2 separate regions of the Mus musculus genome follow, and region 2 is linked to region 1. Evidence: chromatin contacts called from public Hi-C data. All regions are on one chromosome and are shown on one strand. Each heading gives the region's core, a stretch centred on a gene start, on an enhancer-like site or on the middle of the called end of the contact. The rest is flanking DNA. Distances are from core to core; before and after follow the strand shown. Region 1 has its middle 150 kb from the start of Gm23529. Region 2 overlaps Hdac9 (histone deacetylase 9).

The links. Hi-C and Micro-C count contacts between places; a contact is called where the count stands out from the background.
Region 2: a Hi-C map of adipose-derived mesenchymal stem cells shows a contact between it and region 1, with 10 times the contacts expected there. The contact joins two enhancer-like sites. A contact is called at or near these places in 2 of 39 promoter capture datasets (the 3T3-L1 cell line and hippocampal neurons), 35 of 484 Hi-C or Micro-C datasets (3T3-L1-derived adipocytes, the AML12 cell line, the C10 cell line and 22 more) and 1 of 115 datasets of contacts at active chromatin or transcription factors (astrocytes).

What each region holds. Positions count from the first base shown.
Region 1 is chr12:33,604,236-33,609,717 of GRCm38.p6, reverse strand. No RefSeq gene overlaps it. Among named protein-coding and RNA genes, the nearest start is that of Gm23529, 150 kb to the right of the region's middle. Within about 2 kb of position 1,302, at least 10 of the 459 cell types and tissues checked have an H3K27ac peak or open chromatin away from gene starts, as enhancers often do.
Region 2 is chr12:34,652,505-34,657,255 of GRCm38.p6, reverse strand. All of the region lies in intron 3 of Hdac9 (histone deacetylase 9), which reads left to right. Among named protein-coding and RNA genes, the nearest start is that of Gm46347, 130 kb to the left of the region's middle. Within about 2 kb of position 1,590, at least 3 of the 459 cell types and tissues checked have an H3K27ac peak or open chromatin away from gene starts, as enhancers often do.

The DNA.
Region 1 (5,482 bases), core at 53-2,552:
GGAACTCTGGCAAGGTTTTCCAGGGCAGTTAGGAAGGGCAGGAGGCCCTGAAGGTCACCTGCCCAAGTGTATTCCTTTCTGTTGTCTCTGGTGCTGTAGCTTTGCTGTGGTCACATCTTTTAAAGGCTCATCTAAGGGCTTCACAGTGGAGGCTTCAAATCTTCAGTATAAAATACATTTATAAAACGATGTGGTTGTGTGTGTCTGACTTGCGTGTTGGGTTCTCCCCAAGACCACAAGGAACGCCTACCTTCATGGATTCCAGTCATCCAACAGTCACATCGTGGAAGCCAGTGGGCTTGCTTCTTTGGGTTGAGATGCTCAGAATAATGTAGAAGTGGTAGGTTCCCCTAACCCCTGCCCTGAGGTTGATTTTTTTTTTCTTTAAATCTGTTTTCTTTTTGCTATAAATAAAATGTACCTTTACTACATGTGAGTGTTCTGGCTGGTGTTGGCAATATGCAGCATGAAAAAATAATAAAAATATTGCCAATTTAACATCAAGCAGAAGTAAATTTTAAAATAACTGAGCGTTCTGAGAAAGCTGCTTTTTGTTTTTCTAACCCGGACACTGAAGTCTGCAAGGAGTGAACCACACCCTCGGAGGCTGCCTCAGGTTTACAGACGACCCAGTGTGTGGTCAAGACCTGTAGACTCACAGTTGAAAGTTCATAGCAGGGATGGGATTCACAAACCAGTGGCTCTTTGGGATTAAATTGAAGCCCTCCTCTGGCCAGTGTTCCAAGCTGTCATTCTCTGGAACGTGCACTGGGGTAGGGACTTGTAATCTCCACACATTTTTTCCAGTCTCAAGGACTCTGAGTTTTAAACAAATATTAATGCTTCGATTTCTTTGCTATGGAAAGACTTGAGGGAAGCTTTAGGAGCCTTGCCCGCCAATTTCATGGTGAGAGAGAAGTAACTACCTGACCAGCAGACAAAGAAGGCCAAAGGCACACCAAACCACAGAGTGAAAAGCCCAGTTTGCCAGAACTGTGGCTGAGTTGAAGTGGATTTGGCCCTAAGTATATTAATTCCAGACAGCCGGTGGTCTGAAACAGAAAAGGCAAAAGTAAGCAAACCAATTGGTACAGGAATAAGCTTTTTTCCTTCCCCATCGCATTTCATACGCATCTCCCTCACATGTGCCTCTCTTTTTCCCACACAGCAGTCAGGAAAAAAAAAAAAAGAAAGAAAGAAAGAAAGAGCGTTGCAGGTGGAGTCACCAAGGTCCTGCTGCTCTGGCCAAAGACATCATGTGTCTGGCAGAGCTCTGCAAAGTTTCATGGGTCCTCTGGTCACATGAGAGCCCTGTGTTCTTCTAAGCGATCTGATCCCCTTCCAGTTTCCATTTTACTAAGCAAACCTGTGTGCTCCCCATAGCAAGGCAGTAAACTCCCAGAGACTGCCCGGCAAGTTTTAAAGAGTCAAGCAGAGGTGCTGGCCACATCCACACTTGGCTCTTTTCTTTTGGAAATGTTAAATTTAACTTGGTTTGATTTTTATCTGTTCCACTTGGGCAAGGGAATAAAAGCAAAATAATAACCAACCCTTTAAGTCAAGAATTCCACATTCATGTACACTTGTGTTATCTCCCTATTTTAGAGGAAAAGGGGGGAGATAGAAACACTGATTTTTTTTTAAAGTTTTGTGAAGCATATAGATTTTTCTTTTTAAAGAATTGCATGGAATGCTGGAGCGCTCCCTCTAGCTGTCTTACTTGGTAATGAACATCATGATAATCAAAACAAAACCCCCGTTTCTCCAATATAGGCTAATGTTTATATAACCTTGAAAAAATGCTTTGAATATTAGCAATAAGATTTATGTAGTGTTACTGAATGTCTATTGTTTGGATAAGGGGTTTTTTAAATTTTTAGACCAATGTAGAGGAAGACATGATGAGGGAGATAATGGTGGTGTGTGTGGATAATTCCCGGTGATAGTGGGAATTATCATTTAAAGCACTAAACTAAGAGTTTATCTAATGATTTGGGATGAAACTCTATCATCTTTAACAATACTGGGAAAACTAAGACCCAAAGATTGCATTTCACACTTAATTCATATTAATTGTTGTGTGTTCATCCAAAAAGGGAAAGTTAAAAAATAATGGGCCAGCTTGAGGTCTGTAGTTTTAGCCCTTGGACACACATAGTAGAAGGAGAGAACATATGTGTGAAAGTTGTTCTACAGCTTACATACACACAAAGCAAAATGTGTGTTCCCCACACTTCTCTGAAACTGACATGCACTGCTAATTTACCCAGGAATATACTTTTTTTTCTTATATTCCATTATGTTTTTATATGTAAAATCTTACACAGTTTTGTTTTTATTTCTTTTTTTCTCCCTGTTGACTGTACTGAAATAACCGGGCAAACACAATTTAAATGGGAAAGGGTTTGGCTTACAACTTCAGGTTATAACCCATCCAGGCAGGCACATCACAATAGAAAGAAGTTTGAGGGAACAGCAAGGAATTTACGCCTCAATACTAGGACTCAGGCCACTTTCTCCATTCTTAAATGATCCAGGATCCCTCTGCAGCGAATCATGACCCTAACAGTGGCTAGAGTCTTCCTTCTAATGGAAATGATCCCCCACAAATCTCACATGCCATTCCATCTCCACAGTCTCTCATTGAGCCTCTGCTCAGGCGATCTTAGACTGTAGCAAAATGACAATCTTTACCACCCATCCACTCATATTAAAAGAAAATGGAAACATTGATATAAATAAGTCTAAATTATTTCAAAATGTATCAAATGTGATAGTCTGATAGTGTTTTTTTTAATCCCCTGTGAAGTGGGACCCTCACAAGGATGTGATGGACAAGTCTTTGCTACTTCTAATGGGTGGTCTTCTAAGACCAGGACTAAGGAATACTAAACCAGGACAGAAATGCTATAAGGAATAAATTAAACTTAGGTTACATGTGCCATTGATAATGACAAACAAAAGTTGTGTTAGTGGTTGTTGCAGATGGAGTGTAAAATGTCTCTTTTCTTATGTTTTTATTACTTAAAATATTTTTACATTTAAACTTATCTTGATCATATTGGTCCCCCTCTAAGTTGTTCCAGATCCTCTCATCTTCCCCTACCAACCCAAATTTTAAGTTTTCTCAGTAAACAAACAACAAAAATATAACAGCAAGTCCCCAAAAAGAAAAAAATACAAAATATGACCACCTCCACCAAAAATATCACAAAACTATAACCAAACACAAACACACAGTAAGGTATGGAGGTTTTAATATGATGGTCAGCGATGTCTGGGCACGAGGCCTGTCTCGGAGCTGTTGATTTACCCAATCTCAAACTATTAGAGAAACTGAATGTCTCTCTCTCATCAGGTATAAGTAACAGTCACTTGTTAACCTTTCCCCTAGTGGCTAGGGTTTCATTCATTTCTTCATTCATTCATTCATTCATTTGAAATGTAACAAAAATGTAATGGGATAAAATAAAAACCACAGTATCGAAGTTGGTCGAGCCAAACCAACCTGAGAGAAAGAGCTCAAGAGACAACTGGAGAATCAGAGACCTTCTTGCTTGCTTACTTGGGGGTACCATGAAAGCACAAAACTGGAAGTCATGGCATAAGCAACAAGGACCTAGTACAGATTTTCCAGGTCCCTGTGCGTGCTGCTCCAGTCTCTGTGAGTTCATCTGAGCTTTGTCCATGTTGACTTAGAAGGTCTTGTTCTCTTGGTGTCTTCCATCTCTTCTGGCTCTTACACTTTTTCTACTCTACCTCCTCTTCCTCCTCAGGGTTCCTTGAGCTCCGAAGGAGAAATTTTTATGGCGACATCCTATTTAGTCCTGAGTGTTCCAAGGACTCTCACTCTCTGTGTCATGTCTGTCTGTGGGTTTCAGCATCTTTTCCCATCTGCTGAAGAAGGAAGCCTCTCTTTAATAACAGAACGAGGCATCAATTCATGAGTATAGCAGGATATAAGTAGGAGTCATTTATCACTTTCTTTCTTTTTTTTTTTTTTTTTTTTAGACCAGAATGATTTGGTTTTGTTTGGCTCAGCTATTAAAGGCGAGGCTCACAACCAAAACTGAAATCTGAAATGTCCCTCAAAAGGTCATGCTTTAGCGCTTGGTGTCCAGGTGGTGGCGCTATCCTCCAAAGTTACAGAACTCTTTTTTTTTTTTTTCCTTTTGTTTTTTAAAATTAATTTATTTTTTACACTCCCTATTTCATTCCCTGATCCCCCATCCACCCTCTGGCTGCTCCACATCCCATGCCTCCTCCCCACCCCACATTGTCTCCAAGTGAATGCCCCCACCACCCTACCCACCTGACCTCTAAACTCCCAGGGGACTGCAGTCCCTTGAGGGTTAGGTGCATCATCTCTGAATGAACAGGAAATCCTCTACTGTGTGTGTGTTGGGGGCCTCATATCAGCTGATGTTTGCTGTCTGTTTGGTGGTCCAGTGTTTGAGAGATCTGGGGGGGTCCAGATTAATTGAGACTGCTGGCCCTCCTACAGGGTCACCCTTCTCCTCAGCTTCTTTCAGCCTTCCCTAATTCAACAACAGGGGTCAGCTGCTTCTGTCCATTGGTTGGGTACAAATATGTGCATCTGACTCTTTCAGCTGCTTGTTGGGTCTTTCGGAGGGAAGTCATGATAGGTCCCTTTTGGTGAGTGCTTCATAGCCTCAGTAATAGTGTTAGGCCTTGGGACCTCCCCTTGAGCTGGATCCCACTTTGGGCCTGTTCGTTGGACCTTTTTTCCCTCAGGCTCCTCTCCATTTCCATCCCTGTAGTTCTTTTAGACAGGAACAATTATTGGTCAAAGCTTTGACTGTGGGATGGCAACCTCCTCCCTCACTTGATGCCCTGTCTTCCTGCTGGAGGTAGGCTCTGTAAGTTCCCTCTCCCTACTGGAGGGCATTCCCTTTGAGTCCTCATAGTCTCTCACCTCCCAGGTTTCTGGTGCATTCTGGAGTGTCCCTCTAAGCTCCTACTTCCTGAGGTTGCCTGTTTCCATTCTTCCTGATGGCTCTCAGGGTTTCAGTCCTTTTCCCTCACCCAATACCAAATCAGGTTTCCTTCTCCCCCATAATTCTCCCCACCCCCATCCACTTTCCAGAACCCTAAAGAGGAGAGATACTGCTGGAGGAAACAGGTCACAGAAGGGTGGTGTTGCCATCAGATGTGTATGCTCCTAATGACATCTACCACACTCTGCTTTCTAGCAAGCCATAAAGGGAGTAGGTGTCACCTGCCACATGGTGAGTGGCCTATGTACCTCACCAGGCTTCCTTTGCTATGATGGGCCAATCCCCTGAACCATGAGACAAAATAAAACTTTCCTCCCTTCACTTGTTTTTGTCAAGGGTTTGGTTATAGTGACGTGATCATCAGCACAGGGATAAAAGTTCGTTTTTAAAGGGATTTAAAGAAGAAAATGAATTGTCACAAAATAATAGGTGTATCTCAGAACATTGGCGTGAGACATCAATGA
Region 2 (4,751 bases), core at 341-2,840, 1.0 Mb before region 1:
GTTAGAGAGTTCTGAAACCCTTCTCTTCTTCAGGAAAACCTTGTACTTTTGTGCTTGATAGGAAAGGGGCAGGCACTGTGAACTCAGGCATTTGCTTTCCACCATCCTGCATGGTACTTAGGGCAGACTTCTGGAGTCAAGCACAATACAGGCCTCCTCCTCCTCCTCCTCCTCCTCCTCCTCCTCCTCCTCCTCCTCCTCCTCCTCCTCCTCCTCCTCCTCCTCCCCCCCTCCTCCTCCTCCTACCCCTCCTCCTCCTTCCTTTTTCTTCCTTCCTCTTTCTTTCTTTCTTTCTTTTTCTTTTTTTGTGTTATCTTCCAATTCCAGATAGCAGATCACTTTGCATTCTTGTCTTCTGATGTTAGTATATGTGCAAGCTAAATCAAGAATGGCTTCAAATTAAATTTCACATTTGCACTTGGCAAAGCCTGGGTTGTATATTTTCAGATGATAAAAAAAAACCATAAAGAAAAAAATACTTTAAATTTTTGCTATAAAACAGAGTTTAGAAGAATCATTTAAATAGAAACTCCATTTCAAATCAGCACTAATCAATGGACTGTGTATACTCATTTACTTCCAGGTGAAAAGAATCATGCTAAATACAGGCTCTGGTTACTTTCCTTCTAATTTACTGTGTTTGCCACTCCGTTGTGACCTTACTATGCCCTTGTAGTTTATGGACTAAAGGCAACCATTTTGTAATAATGAAAATATGCAGACAAGCTTTACCACCTAGGAAAAAAGTTTGGTTTTAATATTTGGTTTAAATTAATACAAGTTGATGTTTATAAAACTGCTCCATGATGTTTGGAAGAGAAGAGATGTGTTAGCTGCCATTACTGTACAGACCTGGGCCTTTCCATGTTGTTTGTTGGAGGTGAATCAGTGGACCAAGTTATGTTAATTAATTACATTGGTTTTGATTCACAAAGATACACTGTTCCCAAACTGATAATGCTTTAAAGTTTTTTAAAAAGGCAAGAAAGTCAAACCATTAAATCCTTGCTATTTTTTCTTTTTTTGTTTAGTTTGATTTGCTTTATTCTGTTAATCCAGACTCTAATTGGCTGCACCTCCGCCTTGCTGTGATTTCAGAATCTAGTTTTCATCTGTTACCTATAGTCAGACCTCTTGAGAGGCTGCTGCCTACCCGGCAGTGTTCTTAAGGCACCAGAGACAGCCACAGAGCTCAGCACATCCCGGAACCTGATGCAGCTTTCGTATTTTTTCTTTGAGAGAGACTGGAAATTGTTTTGCCTTGGCCCTTATGTTTGGAAACAAACTGGACCTCACATGGCCCCAGGGATTTGAGGAGCACATGATAAAAAAAATTGTAAATTGATAAAAAAAAAAATCTCTGCTCCAGTCTGTGTTCTCAGACAGACATGCTGGTTCTAGACCTTGGAAAAATAACTCTTACATCTTATGGATCACAGACCGCCACAGTGGGCTGTGACCTGAGGGTGGCCCCACCACTCTCACACATGGTACATCTCCTTTAGGAAGAAGTCAGCTCTGGTGCAGTGACACTTCCCAGACTAACCACATGTTTCAGAGCCACTGTCCAACCCCAGCAGAGAATTTGTAAGCTTTGCAGTTAATGCCACAAGAATCTCGGTTCCTGGTAGATCTCTGTTTTCAGTAGGGTGCCTATGTCTAGGTAATATCTCTCAGACTCAAATGATTGTGACCAGTTTAAAGTAGAGATTGGTTCATTAGTAGAGAAAGGGATAGTTTAACATTCAAAAATGTTCAGGTAAAAATGCATGGGTCTGTACCAGGTCTCTTGGATATATGTTATGGCTGTTAGCTGGGTGGTGGTGTAGAAGTCCTGACAGTGGGAGCAGGACTATCTATCTCCCCTTTGCCTGCTCTTGGGTCTCTTTTCCTCCTACTGGATTGTCTCAGTACGAGGGCTTCTGCCTTGTCTTACTGTATCTTGTTTTGTCCTGTCTGGCTGTCATCTCTTAGAGGCTTTCTCTTTTCTGAGGAGGAAACAGAGGGGGAGTGAATCTGGGGAGAGGGGAGATGGTGAGGAGGTTGCAGAAGTGGAGGGAGGGGGAACTTAGGTTGGGATCTTTTATACAAGAGAAGAATCTAGTTTTAATTTTTAAAAGGGATTTTTCCCCCATCATTCCTGATGAAGGTAAATACTAAAATCATGACTCCTTTTAAAGTTTTTGTTGCCTGGCATCTTCTTTTTGTATAAATTACTTTGGTCATGCTCATCCCACACTCTTCTATCCTCCCTCTTACTTTGAAACCCCTTTCCACAACAAGATCCCACCAACACTTCAATTCATTATTTTGGTGTGTGGCTCACTGTGTTTAGTTAGAGTTTCTTACCAAGGGTCGGAGGTTATTTACTGGAGCAAGGGCTGCTTCACCACTGCAGAAAAGAACACCTTCTCCTTGAATAAGGAGATAGCACAGTAGTCTTCTGGGTTCCTACTCCATCAGTGGGTGAAATGTGGGCAAGCCCAGTCTTGTGCATGTCTTCTGCAGATGGCCTGGATTACAGTGAATACATGAATGGCCATATCATGTGCAGGGGATATCCTTTCCTATGGCGTATCTCTCCATCTTTTCACTCTTTTATCCTTTCTATCCCCTTTGGCAATGTTCTCTGTAGTTTGGAGGGGTGGTCTAGAGGTCCAGTTTAGAGCATCTACCATGAATTCTTCCCACTTGTTAACCAGTGAAGCTTTAGTTTGCTGTGGAATGTTGCAGACTTTTCTGAAAGACACTAGCGACAGCTATACCATCAGCCCTGGATCTTCCCAGGGTTAAAATGTGTCAGACCCTAGGAACTGGGTTTGCAAAAACAGCCCCAGAAACTTGGTTCAGTGAGGTAGCTGAATCTCATTTAGTTATATTGATCACTTTGAAAAAGAAAGACACTTTGAAGAAAAACACATCTTCATGGTGATGTTTTGATTTCTTTGTTTCCAAGCTGCTGTATTTAAACATGAAATATAACTCATATCTATAGAGGTACAAAATAGATTTGTGGTTTTCAGAACCTGGGGTTGGAATAGGGATTAGGCAGGAGAGAATTTACTGAAATATTTGAAATGTTTTAAATGTGGATTGTGGTAACAGTTATACAATCTGGTTTAAATATAATATTTAATTAAGTTAACTTAATTAAAACATTTTAACTGGCTAAATTTATAAGCATATATCAATAAACTTTTAAAGTGCACATAAAATAACTAGGAAAGATCTGTAACTCTGTTTCCAGACAGTTATTGCTGGCATCAAGTGCAGAAATCCCTCCTAAAGGTATTTACTTACATTTCAGTATAGCACTAAATGTGTAAGGTAAGTCAAAAAGCATTGAGGACCAGCCTTACCTCGCCTTGCTTCCATTCCCACATTGTGCCATTCTTCCATGGAGCCTCTAGAGAGCAGCATGTCTATTTTACCAGGAAGGAGCATTATTGCATCTGAACCCGATGCCCTAACTTGCAGACATCTGAGCACCCCATTTCCTCATGAGCACCTCCCCCTGTTAATTGAATTTCACCCAGAGGCCCTGTTCTGTTTGGAGAGGAGCTTCACTGAGAGGCACCCAGGGCGTGGTCCTCACCTTCCTCTCCTAGCTGCTCTCATTTGCTCTCATCTTCAAGCTCTGTAAATACTGTTTGGCCTCTCTGCATGCACAAGTGGGAGTATTTTTGCTGGGATATCCACAACTTTATTTTCCTTTTTGGTACTTATGTCAAGACAGTGGCCAGTTAAAGCATTGACTATGTCTGTACATAGGAGAGATGTGAATGTGGAGAAACTGAAATAAGCATCCCTGAAATCATAAAAGTTTATAAAATTACTTTGTGAGGACTATACTTTGCCCAGAACAGGAAAGGGGCCAGAGTTCTTTACAACGTGTGAATCTTCAGACATGAAGGCCTAGAAGAACTGTGAGAATATTCTTTTTCTTTCTTTCTTTCTTTTTTCTTTCTTTCTTTCTTTCTTTCTTTCTTTCTTTCTTTCTTTCTTTCTTTCTTTCTTTCTTTCTTTCTTTCTTTCTTTCTTTCTTTTTTTCTTCCCTTCCCTTCCCTTCCCTTCCCTTCCCTTCCCTTCCCTTCCCTTCCCTTCCCTTCCCTTCCCTTCCCTTCCCTTCCCTTCCCTTCCCTTCCCTTCCCTTCCCTTCCCTTCCCTTCCTTTTTCTTCCATTTTTCTTTCTTCCTTTCTTTCTTTTTCTTTCTTTCTTTTTAATATGAAAACACTTACTTGGCTTACCTTTCAGCCTATAGTCGACCATTAGGAGAATTCCTCATAAGGAACCAATTCTGCTAATACATAATATTGGACTTTAGAGTCACGTTTACTTATGTATGATACATTTTTTAAAAATTAAAAAAATATTTTAACAAATCAGGTTGCCATTACCCTAGAGAAGAGCTGAGTCCAGTTTTTTAAAATGTATAAAACAACACAAATCTTACATGCCTTGTAGTTTCAGTCTTGGGAACTACCAAGACTGAAACACCAGGGCACTAAGTGTCTGGTTTGGGCTTTATGGACCATAAGCTATGCCTCTGCTCTCACAGCTATTAATGGAAGGAGATATCTGCTTCATCAGGCTCTCTGAGAAGGATGCTAATTACACTTGTGAGAGCATTTACAGCCACAGCATCTCTCAAAGTTCACCCTCTCCTAAAGCCATCACTTTGAGGTTAGATCTCAACATATACATTTTTGACTTCTGTACATATATTATTATCCAATTACCAAAAAAGAGA